Regions from separate parts of the Ovis aries genome. Here region 1 is linked to region 2. Evidence: chromatin contacts called from public Hi-C data. All regions are on one chromosome and are shown on one strand. The core of a region is the stretch at or near the end of the contact, and the rest is flanking DNA. Distances in the headings are between cores, read along the strand shown. Region 1 overlaps ZHX2 (zinc fingers and homeoboxes 2). Region 2 overlaps DERL1 (derlin 1).

The links. A called contact is a pair of places that touch in the nucleus more often than the background predicts.
Region 1: a contact with region 2 is called in a Hi-C map of muscle, with 3 times the contacts expected there. The contact joins two enhancer-like sites. A contact is called at or near these places in 4 of 16 Hi-C or Micro-C datasets (hypothalamus, muscle and tail adipose tissue).

What each region holds. Positions count from the first base shown.
Region 1 is chr9:29,909,867-29,915,852 of ARS-UI_Ramb_v3.0, reverse strand. It overlaps ZHX2 (zinc fingers and homeoboxes 2), which reads left to right. Exons shown (of 6, transcript XM_060393695.1): 2 at 1,155-1,297. Among named protein-coding and RNA genes, the nearest start is that of ZHX2, 71 kb to the left of the region's middle. Within about 2 kb of position 2,217, at least 8 of the 54 cell types and tissues checked have an H3K27ac peak or open chromatin away from gene starts, as enhancers often do. A contact at or near this core is called in muscle, where this site is marked.
Region 2 is chr9:29,762,894-29,769,229 of ARS-UI_Ramb_v3.0, reverse strand. It overlaps DERL1 (derlin 1), which reads right to left. Exons shown (of 8, transcript XM_004011662.5): 7 at 6,265-6,336; 8 at 1-2,285. The coding sequence ends at 2,147. Among named protein-coding and RNA genes, the nearest start is that of TBC1D31, 22 kb to the right of the region's middle. Within about 2 kb of position 2,104, at least 5 of the 54 cell types and tissues checked have an H3K27ac peak or open chromatin away from gene starts, as enhancers often do. A contact at or near this core is called in muscle, where this site is marked.

The DNA of each region.
Region 1 (5,986 bases), core at 968-3,467, 150 kb before region 2:
CCCCAGTATGACTGCCGTCTCCCAGGATCACCACATCACACCCCTCCATGGGGCACTGTTCCCATTTTGGTGGCCATGAATGCCACCTCTGGGGTCATAGTCAGCCCCATGGTACTGCTCCCTGCCACCTCCATCCCCGTCTCCCGGTTCAAGCCCCATCAGCTCGCACGTGGGTCATTGCAGTTGCTGTTGGCTGTCCTCTCAGCCCCTTTCAGCTGCAGCCCTCCGGTCACTTCATGCACAAAACCCTGACTGTCTCCTCTCCTCAAAAACTACAGACTTCTTAAAAACGCAGGTCAGATTGTCAGGTTGCTACCCCAAACCCTACACTGGTTGCCCCATCTCAGAGCAAAAGCCAAAGTCCTTATGGTAATCCCAGGTACATCACCTTTCCCTCTGCCACCAGCCTTGAGCAACGCACACACATTTGCCCTTGCTGCTTCTTAGTCTAGAACACTTTCCCCCATTATCTTTGTGGGAAAGATCTCCCTCGTGTCGTTCGGGTTCTGCTTAGAAGACACGCTGTCATGGAGGCCTTGCCTGGCCACTTCAGGGTCATAGCTCAGCCAGAACCTCTCGAATCTCCACCATCTTCTGTTGTTTTTTTTTTCCCCAAAGCACATCTGGCTCCCTGGCCCTGGCTGTTTACTTGCCTGTCGCATCGTCCACCCTCCCTCGTCACACTCCTGGAAGGAGACGCTGGGTTCTGATGGCTGTCGAGTCCTCAGCCCCGAGTAGCTGTTAAGCTCGTGAGAAGCACTTTCTGGATGAGGGAGTGATTACGCGCAGGGCTCTGGTTTTGTGTGTGTCTGCCAGCTCTCCCAACAGCCATTGGCGTTGATGTGGTCCCCTCCTCATTTTGTCGGGCGCAAGAATAAATAAATGTCCCTGGACTGCTGAACTCAAGATGGGTAGCAAAAAGATCTGAACCAACTAGTCTCTTGCCGGAACCCACTTTCCGAATCACCATCTGTCAGGAGGCAGAAACGAAAGACTGTAGTGACAGACCTTTGGAAATGGAAGCGTGCGATGGGGGTGCACCAGGGCGACAGTAGCCAAGCGCAGCACGCCTACGCAGATTGCTCCGAAATTATCTGGGTCTCCTTCCTGTTCAATTTTTCAAATTGTGAGAGCTTTTTTTACTGCCTCCCTAGACAGTACAACATGAGAGGGAAAGAAGCATGTCCAAGAGGCCCTGTTGCTCCATTGAGTTTTTACTGTCAGCCTTCGGTGGCCTGGAATGTTCTGGAAATGGGGCACTCAGGCTGCATGAATGTGCCCTTTATTCCAAAAACAGGTCAGTCCGTTTTCCGCCTTGAGTAAACGTGATGTGTTGATAAGAATCAAATATTTCAGTGTGGGGCGGTGCAGAGATGCATTCTCAACTCTACCACTGAGATAACCTGTGTCCTTAAGCAGTTTTAATAGTAACTCTTACTCCCTGAGTCTCACCAGGTGCTAGGGACATTCCAAGTGCTTTATACTTATTAACTCATTAAGTTCCCCAAACCAACCTTGGGAATAAGTACACTTATTAACCCCAGTTAACCTAGGTGGCACAGTGGGTAAAGAATCTGCCTGTAATGCAGGAGACATAGGGGATGCAGGTTCAGTCCCTGGGTTGGGAAGATCCCCTGGAGGAGGGCACGGCTACCCACTCCAGTGTTCTTGCCTGGGGAATCCCATTGACAGAGGAACCTGGCAGGCTACAGTCCAGTGGGTCGCAAAGGGCTGGACATGACTGAGTGCCTGAGCATGCACACAGTCCCCACAACACCCCTTTGAGATGCATAGCACTGTGACCCCCGTTTTACAGATGAGGGGCCTGAGGCCACATGGCTCCAGGGCGACCCATGCATGTAATCACACAGTGAGGAAGTGGTTAACCCAGCATCCGCCTGTGTTAACTCAGCTTGTCTGGTGACCCCTCCTGGTTAAAGCCTGCCGGGACTCCTGGTCGTGACTCCTGGATAGAGGACAGTGCTCAAACTTCTTGGGGTGGTGTCAGGGGCCCCTGAGCCCGAGGCACTTATCCCTCCAGTCCATGTCCTAGCCCCTTCACCTTCACGCTCAGCCACGCACAACCACACTACTCAGGCCATGCCCTTGCCCTGCACCTAGCCTCTCCACTGCCTTCCTTGGAATGCACCATCCTTCCTCTTCTGACTGGTGACTTCCTGTCCACCTTCCAGGGACCAGGCCAAAGCCACTTGCTCCCTGAAGCCTCCAGTGACTCACCGTCCCCCACGCCCTTCTCCCTGCCCAGTGTCACTCTGCCCCAGGGCACCCTGAACCATGTGTCTTTGCTGCTTAGCTCACCTGCTGTCCCTGGCACCAAACCCCGGCCTCAGAGAGAGGGACAGTTACAGCAAGGAGCAGTGTGCTTGCGCAAGGACCAGACTAAGAGCTTTCTGATTTCCTTGTGGTTTTTAAAAAATACGTGCCAGCCCAACAAAACAGCTCTGCGGCTGGTGTTCCAACCATGGGCCGCCAGTTTGAGGCTCCTGGGAGCTCCTCGGGGATTCTAGTGCTTCACTCCAATGTCGGTGCGTAAACGAAGGAGGGAGAGAGGAAGAGAGGAGACAAGGAGGACTTACCTTCCTAGACCTGGCAATTTGGCTTCCGTTAAAAAAAAAGCTGTATTCGTCTGCTTGAGCTGTTGTAACAAAATGCCATAAAATGGGTGGCTTAAACATCAGAAATTTATTTTCTTCCCGTTTCTGGAGGCTGGAAGGCCAAGAGCAAGGTTCCATTCCTTTCCGTTTCTGGTGATGACTCTCTTCCTTGTAGGCGGCCACCTTCTAGCTGCATCCTCACATGGCCTCTGCTCGGTTTTTGTACTCGGAGAGAGCAAGCTCTCTGGTGTCTCTAAGAACACTAATTATATGGGATCAGGCCCCCATTGTTATGACCTCATTTAACCACCGTTAGAAGTCCCATTTCCAAACACAGTCACACTGGGGTTAGGGCTCCAACATGGCTTCCCAAGTAGTAAAGAAACGGCCTGCCAATCCAGTAGCCGTAAGAGACGTGGGTTTGATCCCTGGGTCAAGAAGATCCCCTGCACTAGGAAATGGCAGCCCACTCCAGTATCCTTGCCTGGAAAATCCCATGGACAGAGGAGCCTGGTGGGCTACAGTCCATGGGGTCACAAAGAGTTGGATACGACCGAAGCGACTCAGCACGCATGCATATAAATTCAGGGTGTGGAGGACGCACATTCAGTCCATATCACATGGCGTGCAGATCATTCAATCCACAGGTCTTTCCTGTGTCCTCACTGTGGGGATTCGGAAAACACCGAAGGCAAACAGCAGAGTCCATTGGTCAAAATCACGGACTTTCCTATCAGGCAAATTCAAGTTTGATACCTAGCTCCACTTGCTGGCCGAGTGACCTCAGACCCTCTACCCAACTTCTTTGAGCCTCGCACACCTTATTATGAAAGGAGGACAGTGATACTGACCACACAGGGCTTGTGTGGGGGTGAAGTCAGATCCAGGCCTGTCCACCAGGCCCAGCATCACTGGGGACCCCACTGGAGGAACAGTTACTGAGTGCATCCTCCGGGTATTGGGCTCTGAGCCGGGTGTGGGGTATCTGGTGGCGAGCAGGACAGAGTGATGCCTTCTTCTCATTCTTCCTCAAAGAGCCAGATGGTAAACAAGGAAATGTGTGATCAGGTAGCAAGCAAGTCAGTTGTTGGCAAATGGGACATGAGCTGTGAAGAAATAAAACAGGCAGAGGGCAGGATGGGAGGAAAGCCCTCACTGGGGAGGTGAATTGGACAAGAAGCTGAGGCCAAAGACTTGGGGCAGAGTCTTCCGGGTGGGGAAGCGGCAGTTGTGAAGGCCTGAAAGTGGGCACACTGGGTGCCCGCACAAGCAGCTGTCACAAGGAACGCGACCCCACCCTCGGAGGCCACCACCCTGCGGGGACACAGGACCTCGGCCCAGCCCTCCAGCCCTGGAGCAGGGCGGAGCTGAACCAGCTGTCAAAGGGGAGCAGAGCCTTGACTGGAGTGCTGGGGGCAGCAGGACAGGGGAGGAGGAAGATTTGGCGTTGCGGCTGGGGTTAGGGGCCAGCGAGCATCCCTGCAGGGAGAGGGGAGTTCAGTTGAAGAGCCTGGAATCTGAGGGACCTTCAGAGATTGCTCAGGTCTGAGCCCAGTTAGAGAGCAGTGTCAGGCCAGGAGCCCAAGCGCCCCATGGATGAGCCCAAGGCGCCCCATGGATGAGCTCGGTGTGAGCTGATGAGGCAGCAGCCCCCATTGCCACGGCCGGGTGGGCAGGCTGCTCGTTCTGGAGACTGGGCGCCCCACTCAAGATGCAGGGCCCCGGGCGGAAATCCAGCGCTGTGAGTCACAACCAGATGTACAGCCTGTTGGGGGAACCAGGGCCGAGGGGAACTGGTCACGGTTTCCTGGAAGCTTCCTGAGTGTGGAGGAGAGGTCTGCTGAGGACAGGTGCTGGGGGGGCAGGGCCAAGCCAGGAGACCCGCTGGGGAGCCGGCCCAGCTGCACTGTCAGCACCGGGGCCGAACTTTACGTGGCCACCGGGGGTGTCAGAGCCTGATGCCTGTGGACCCAGCTGAGGCGCGTTTGGGGTCCTCCGTCTCCCCTCCCACAGCATGTCTGGAGTTTCCTGGACTTCTGAGAGGTGGCATGCCCGTCGGGGTGTGGATGTGGGAAGAGCAGCCCAGCTGGGACTTCTGCATTGTCGCCCCATAAACTTGGATCCAAATCCATGGACTTCCACAAGCCCAGCCCCTCTCTGGCCCTGGGTCCTCTCACCTGCAAACAGATGGGATAAATTGGGAGCTCTCCAAGGTTCCGCTCAGGCAGTTCCTTTGTCTTCCTCCCTATAGATAGCAGTGGGGGCTTCCCAGGTAGCCCTAGTGGTAAAGAACCCGCCTGCAATGCAGGAGACTTAATGAAACACGAGGTCGATCCCTGGGTTGGGAGGATCCTCTGGAGGAGGGCCTGGCAACCCACTCCAGTATTCTTGCCTGGAGAATCCCACAGACAGAGGAGCCTGGCAGGCTACAGTCCATAGAGTTGCACAGTGTTGGACACGACCGAAGCGACTCAGCACATGGATGAGAGACACTGAGGCCATGGAGCAAGGAGCCTGCTCTGAGGAAGCCCATTTGGAGCTTGGCCGGATATGCTCCCTTCCCCTACCACACCCCGTGTTCCAGTGTCCTACAGCCCCTTCCTGATCTGCTTCCTGGCCCCTCTTACCCTCCCTCTCCTCTACCCGTGCTCCTCATCTGCAGACATGGAGGCTCTGCCATTCCTGGGGTGGGTGGGTCCCAAGTCTAAACCAAAGGAAGAACTCCCGGGGCATAGCCATCTGTGTGTACTTACTGGGATAAGCAGGCGGGACCTCCTCCAGCCACCTCCTGTCTGAATCCTACACATCCTTCAATCCAGTTCAGATAGCGCCTCCACCAGGAAGCCTTCCAGATCTCCCCAGCCAGAGTCATCACCTTACCCAGCCTCCCCCAGGCATCCCACTTGATAATTCTGCAGGTGCCATTTTTACTTTTGTTATTCTTGTTTAGTCGCTAAGTCGTGTCCGACTCTGCGACCCCATGGACTGTAGCTGGCCAGGCTCCACTGTCCATAGCGTTTCCCAGGCAAGAATACTAGAGTGGGTTGCCATTTCCTCCTCTAGGGGAATCTTCCTGATCCAGGGATCAAACTGACGTGTCCTGCACTGGCAGGTGGACTCTACCACTGAGCCACCAAGAAAGCCCCATTTTTTTTACTTACTAGTGTTGTAATTGTTTGTGCAAACATCATAGCTCCCGTACACAATTACAAACTCACTGGACACAGTCACCAAATTGCCCCGTTTTGCCCATGCTCATCAGCAGCCCCCTCTTTGACATCTGATGTAGGGTTTGGATTCTAGTGTTGGGTGGATAGTTGCGGAATAAATGGAGTTTCCTTCCTTCTGTGTAGCAGAAAGAGTCTTTCCTT
Region 2 (6,336 bases), core at 855-3,354:
TTATAGTTTTTACCAATAAAAAGATTAGTTACAAAAAAAGAATCTCTATACAAAATCAGGATTTCTTTTCCCTTTCACAGAGAGAATCCACTATCATGTCTTGCCTTGCCAAAGCAAATCTCAAATAGCTTGCATAGCAAAAATTATTCTGAGACAAAAATTCATAAGATTATCAGCTTCTTAAATTTGCTTGAAAGGAAAAATGTAGTGAACACTTGGCCTTGAAGAATTCTAAACAATACTTGGAACCTTCAGAAAGACTCTTGCTCTTGGGCATTTGAGCTGCTGAGAGGGCGTGCAGGAAACTAGCTCACTTACCATGAGATTCTTCTTACACAGAGACACACACACACACACACACACACACACACACACACACACACGAGTCTCCACTCCTGCTTGGTGGGTGCTAGGGCGACATAATAGGAAGAAGGGCTTTTAAAATTTCACAAGTAAATTTTATTGTGGCCACAGGTCAACAGCAGAACACGTGACAGCTGGGGTTCATATTCTCCCCGTCTCCTGGGTTATCATATAAATTAAATATGGAGAGGTACACGCAAACAAACCTCATGAAAACCGAGGAGCTGTTTTCAAATCGCCATTTCCTAGAATAACACACATCACTGCTTCAGAGTGGGGCAAAAAGCCAGCCTACTAGTGCACAGTGCTTCCTGTACAGAACCACAGGGCCAATGTTCAGAGCCTTTTTAGTTGGCTGGGAGTATGGCAGCCACTCAGCACTGCTCCTAGCAGTTCACTTTCAGAATAAAAATATAAAACAAGAAAACTGTGGGAAACATCATAGCCTTCAAAATAAAAAACTATTTGGTGACAAGCCTAGCTCTGATGGAAAAAGCCCACCTTGGCAGGGGGGCGGGAGGGAAGACTTGTGGGTATTGAAGTTGGTCTGATGTACCTTCATGACTCAAAATAAAAAAGCCCTTCAAATACAGATGAGTCTAAAGCCATTACAACCCAGAATTATGGGATTCACTTAGATGTGCTTATAACACCTCCTGAAATAAGATCTACATACAAGGAGCTGCACCCTCCTCACAACTAACTGAAGCATATGGCCATGGGGGTGTAGATGGGGGGCTGGTTTACACCCCCCCCGGGAAAAAAAGACAACTTAAATAGAGTTTAAAGTTCTCCCCTCCACTCTACTCAATAAACACATACCCAGAATGAGAACAAAGTAGGATCAATGACCAGGTGCCTTTCCACGAGGCCTCCCTGTGGCCAATATGAGCTGGAATTTTCTAGCACAATGCAAATTCACTACTCTGGGTACACACAGCGCCCTACACAGTTGCCTGCCCTGGGTTAAACCCAGACTCTATGAAAGGTGCAACTCCACTAGAGTTTTGATCACTTAACTTAGGATAAGTTAAGCAATGACTCTCATGCCTCATTAATACCGATCTGGAGTCCTCACTGACTCAGCAGTGCTTTTTTTTTTTTTAACCAAAATAGCTGGTGAGGTGGCAAACGGTGACAACTGACAGCAGGTCATGGCAATTCCAAAGGCCAAGGAAGCTCTTCGTCCACTGCTCTGGCTTCTGCCCTAGGGTTACAGTTCTGCCACTGTGAAACGTTGTCAACAGGTCTCTGTGGCCAAGCCGTGGCAAAGGTCAATAAATAAAGAGCTGGTCAGAGGCAGAACCATTTTCCGGGCAGACTCCTCTAGCTGGGAATAGGGGGTGACGGGGGGGAGGAAGGAGACATGTGTGCGAGGAAGAGGTAAGAGCCCCGTGGACGGGGTCTGGTGACCCAATGCCAGACACCCAGCTTGCTGCCGGCAGAGCCGGACCTGCCAAAACCCATCACTCAGATGGAAAAGGAAAAAAAGACATCAAAAAATAATACTACTAATAATGGTAATACGGCCAGTTCTGAAATTTGCACAGTTGATAATTTGTTCTTCTTAGCAGTAAGGACTTGAATGAGAATCATGAAACTCGAGGAACACTCTTTTTTTTTTTCCAGGATTTAAAAAACTGTTGTCTTGTTCTGAAAGACTACATTCAGTGTGGGTCAGATCCAACAGCATCAGCTAGAACTCAGTGGTGAAGGTCACCCCGAGCTGGGAGGAAACGTCATCTGAGTGGAAAGGCTGGTGGGCAGGCCAGAGGCCGCTCCTTCACTGATCCCCGAGCCGAAAGCCCTGGCCCCAGTTGTGCCGACCGCCTCCGCCGTTCTGATCGGCTGCTCGCCTCATGCTAGCTGGGGGCACACCAAACCCCGACACCCCTCCTCTTCTGCTGGGTAGCCAACGGTACCTGGAGCACAGTGGACGAGACACAAAATGAGAGAAAACCACAAAGTCATTTCCACGGAGTTGTCCATCCTTATCTCCCTGCCCGGGGCTCCCGTGGCATCTGTCTCATCGAATTACGTTTATCTGTGGCCACGGAGAGGCTGAGGACAATGTCTCATTTAACTCTGTCTGATGGCTCAGCAGGTAAGGAATTCACCTGCAATGCAGGAGCCACAGATTCGATCCCTGGGTTGGGAAGATCCCCTGGAGGAGGAAATGGCAACCCCCTCCAGTATTCTTGCCTGGAAAATCCCATGGACAGAGGTGGGCTACAATCCAAAGTCCTGGTGGACTCCATGCCCTGACCACAGAAGGCACTCGCTATTTATGATTTTTTTAACTAAGGTTTCACACTAACATCACACTCTAATTTTTTTTTCCTGATTACAAAAGCAATTTATGTGGGAACAGTTAAGTATGGAAACAAAAACATTAACACCCATAAGCCCAGCAACCAGAACCATCTATATAGCATTTTGGTTTATATAAACATGTAGCTAGCTTGCTCAAAGGACCCTAAGTAAATTCAGTTCCAAGGACAAATCCGCAACCACGGCATCTCCATGATGCAACTGGATTCTTCGCGTCCATCGAGGGACAGTGGAGAAGGCGGCTTTCTGTCTTGGAGTTTGGGCGTGTTTTCAAGTTCATTCACTGTGTGTCCTCCAACTGCATTCTTTCCATCTCATTGATGGTGGGAAAGCTGAGGCCCAAAAAGGTTAGCTGATTTCCCAACTTACAAATTAATAATTCAGAGTCACAGAACAGCTAAGAAAATGTAAACCCAGGACTCTATGTTCTCAGTAGTTTTTCCAACTGTTTCCCTTCCTTGATTATTAGTCAGCTGAGCATCTATTTTCACCTGCTCCACTTATCAGACCTGATGGCTTGATCTCTGCCTTGACGCACAGAGACTGTGACCTGATGTCCCGTTTTAAACCCCTCATGGCACCAAGGGCTTCCCTGGTGGCTCAGATGGCAAAGCGTCTGCCTGCAATGTGGGACCCAGGTTTAATCCCTGGGTGGGGAAGCTCCCCTGGAGAAGGGAATGGCAACCCACTCCAGTACTCTTGCCTGGAAAATTCCATGGACTGAGGAGACTGGTAGGCTACAATCCATGGGGTTGCAAAGAGTTGGACACAACTGAGTGACTTCACTTTCACTTGGCACCAAAAACAAACCACGAGGGGTGACTTGCCCACAGCAGGAAGCCTGAGGAGCTCAACTTTATCATAAGGCATTTCCCTCACACTGGGTACTGCTTGTTTAAAAATGCATCTCATCTTCACAACTGCCACAACAGGTACTATTATTACCCCATTTTATAGATGGGAAAACGGAGGCAGAATTGAGTCGAGCTCTTCTGAAGTGACAGGCAAGGATTCAAACCCAGGCAGCCTGACTCTGGAGCTCACACCCCACCCCACAGCATACAGAGTGCTTGATTCAGATGACAGCAGTTAGTGACCAAAGTCCTCATATCTTTACACATCAACCCTGTTAGCTGCATGCTCCCTCTCCAGAAAGACAATTAAACCCCTTGTAAAAACAAAAACAACAGAAGAGGCTCTACCTTTTTTTTTGGCCACATCTCTCAGCATGTGGGGTCTTAGTTCCCCAACCAGGGACCAAAGCTCTGCCGCCTGCAGCACCAGTGCGTTTTCTTAACCACTGGGCTGCTAGGGAGGCCCCGGTCTACTTTTCTAAGCAGAAGGCAAAAGACTGACACATCTTGCTGCTGCTGCTGCTGCTGCTGCTAAGTCGCTTCAGTCGTGTCCAACTCTGTGTGACCCCATAGACGGCAGCCCACCAGGCTCCACCGTCCCTGGGATTCTCCCGGCAAGAATTCTGGAGTGGGTTGCCATTTCCTTCTCCAATGCATGCAAATGGAAAGTGAAAGTGAAGTCACCGAGTCGTGTCCAACTCTCAGCGACCCCATGGACTGCCTTAGAATTCTGTAATTCACATCTTCCCTTTTCAGCAAATTCAGTTTGATCATTAAATCAACATGTATTTCCAAGCACTGGTTTCCCAACATTCATAATGTTCTGGCACAAATAACATTCCTCCAAAGTATATAATAAATTGGAAGACTTAAAAAAGGCAACACCAGGGCTGTCTTGCTTTGCTTCTGACTCTGAGACAATATGGAAGCCATCGCCACTGCTTAAACAGATAGTGAAATTAAATGCAAGTAATTAGTATAAAAAGATACCCAATTATACATAATCAACAAAGATTTATGATAATTTCAAAGCAGTTACTGCTTCTGTAAGGAGCTACATTTTGTCATCTGATCTTTATGCAAAATTTCACAGAAGGGCTTCCACCAACAGGGAAAGCTCATGAGGAAGGCAGGCTCCAGTGGGCTGTTGGTTTTGCCACTAGAATCTCATACATGTTGTTGCCCACAACTGAGAAATGTCTCCAAGCCATTAAATCAGAATATGGCCGTTTAAAGTAAAATAACTCTTGGCTGCCCCCTAAAGCAACAAGTTTTGTTTTGTTTTTTTAAAATGATGCATCTGCCATCAGACTTGATAAACCTAGATTAAAAATCCAAGCCTGCTGTAATTGTGTCCTTTGATAATTAGAAAACAGATTGGTCATCAGTTTTTTTTTTTAGCCTGAAGGCAACTCAAGACTCAGACGGTAAACAAGTTTCTTTTCATGCTCTTAATGAAGGGGGGAAGAAAAAAAACGAAGAAAAAGACACACATACACAACAATAGTGTACTTCTCTGTATATTTCACAATGAAGGACTTTCAAATACCTTCCTCTAGCCTATGAAAGTGAGGACAGGGGGAGGCACTCAAGTTTTACTGGCCTCATTGGCCCCTTGGAAGAATGGCAAACTGCAGAACATTAAAATGAGCAAGATGTGAAAAGGGGTTTTTTTGCTTTTTTTTTTTTAAGCTTTTAAGTGCAAGCTATCACCACATATGCTCAACCAGAGATCAGGAGTGACTGTCAGGCCGGCTGCGACACCAGATGGTGATTTTACTGGTCCCTTCTCCAACAGCCATTTGCTTCCCTGACAAGATGGTCACGCTGCTTACACACTTAAGTGTGTCAGCATCTCTGAGTGGGTGGGAGTGTGCATCAGAATCCCGCCCCCGCCTCCCCGCCCCAACTTCAGGCTGAGAGAGCTTATATTTACTGAGTACCTACTACTGTGCTGGTGAGGGTGAACCCCACTTCGGCCATCCTGTGAGACGGGGCCACCCCTCAACTCACAGACTCAAAAGAAAGTTGGGGGGAATTTACTCAGGCACTTTCCCAGTATCCAAACTGGTCGATGAGGGGAATGGGACTCCAACCCAAGTCTGCCTCCAAACCAAAGCTGGGCCCTCAGCCTTCTCCCTAAGCACACCCTGCAAACACAACAGGAAGCAAGACACAACCCTCCAGTCTTGTCGTTTTAACGCTGCAAAATCCTTTAAACATTCTAGTCTATGATACTAAATATAAAAGTGCTTTAAACTGCTAACCGATGAACCTACTTACCCTCTGACGCCTTCCTCAGCTGAAATCTTGGGTAAAACTGGCACCTCTGCCCCCCTGGCCCCCCGATGCTCACACTGGAGCCACTCAGGAGCGCCCCGCCCGCTCGACAGAGCCCACAGCTCCCTGTTCTTCTCCTGGAGCCTGGATTCAGGCTCTTGTGTCCTTGACTGTAAGACACCACAGAGGTTACTCTGGAAAGCTGACCTTCACCTTGCAATCCTAAAATAAACACAGCCCTTCTCGAGTTTTCCCATGGCTGACATACAGGCCATTTCGGGGTTTTATAGATAGAAGCCTCCAGGAGAAGAGCGGACCTCAGCTTAGAGTGACCAAGTCCATCAGACAAAGAGGGAACTCCTACCCCTCATGGAGTCTTTATTGGGAGGCAGACGACCATAGGGACTGTCAAACGAGAGGGGGTAGAAGCACTTACAAAAACTGAGGCGTGGATAGAAAATTCCTCCCTCCCAAGTCCATGGGGTATCTGAACATGAGGAAGAAATAA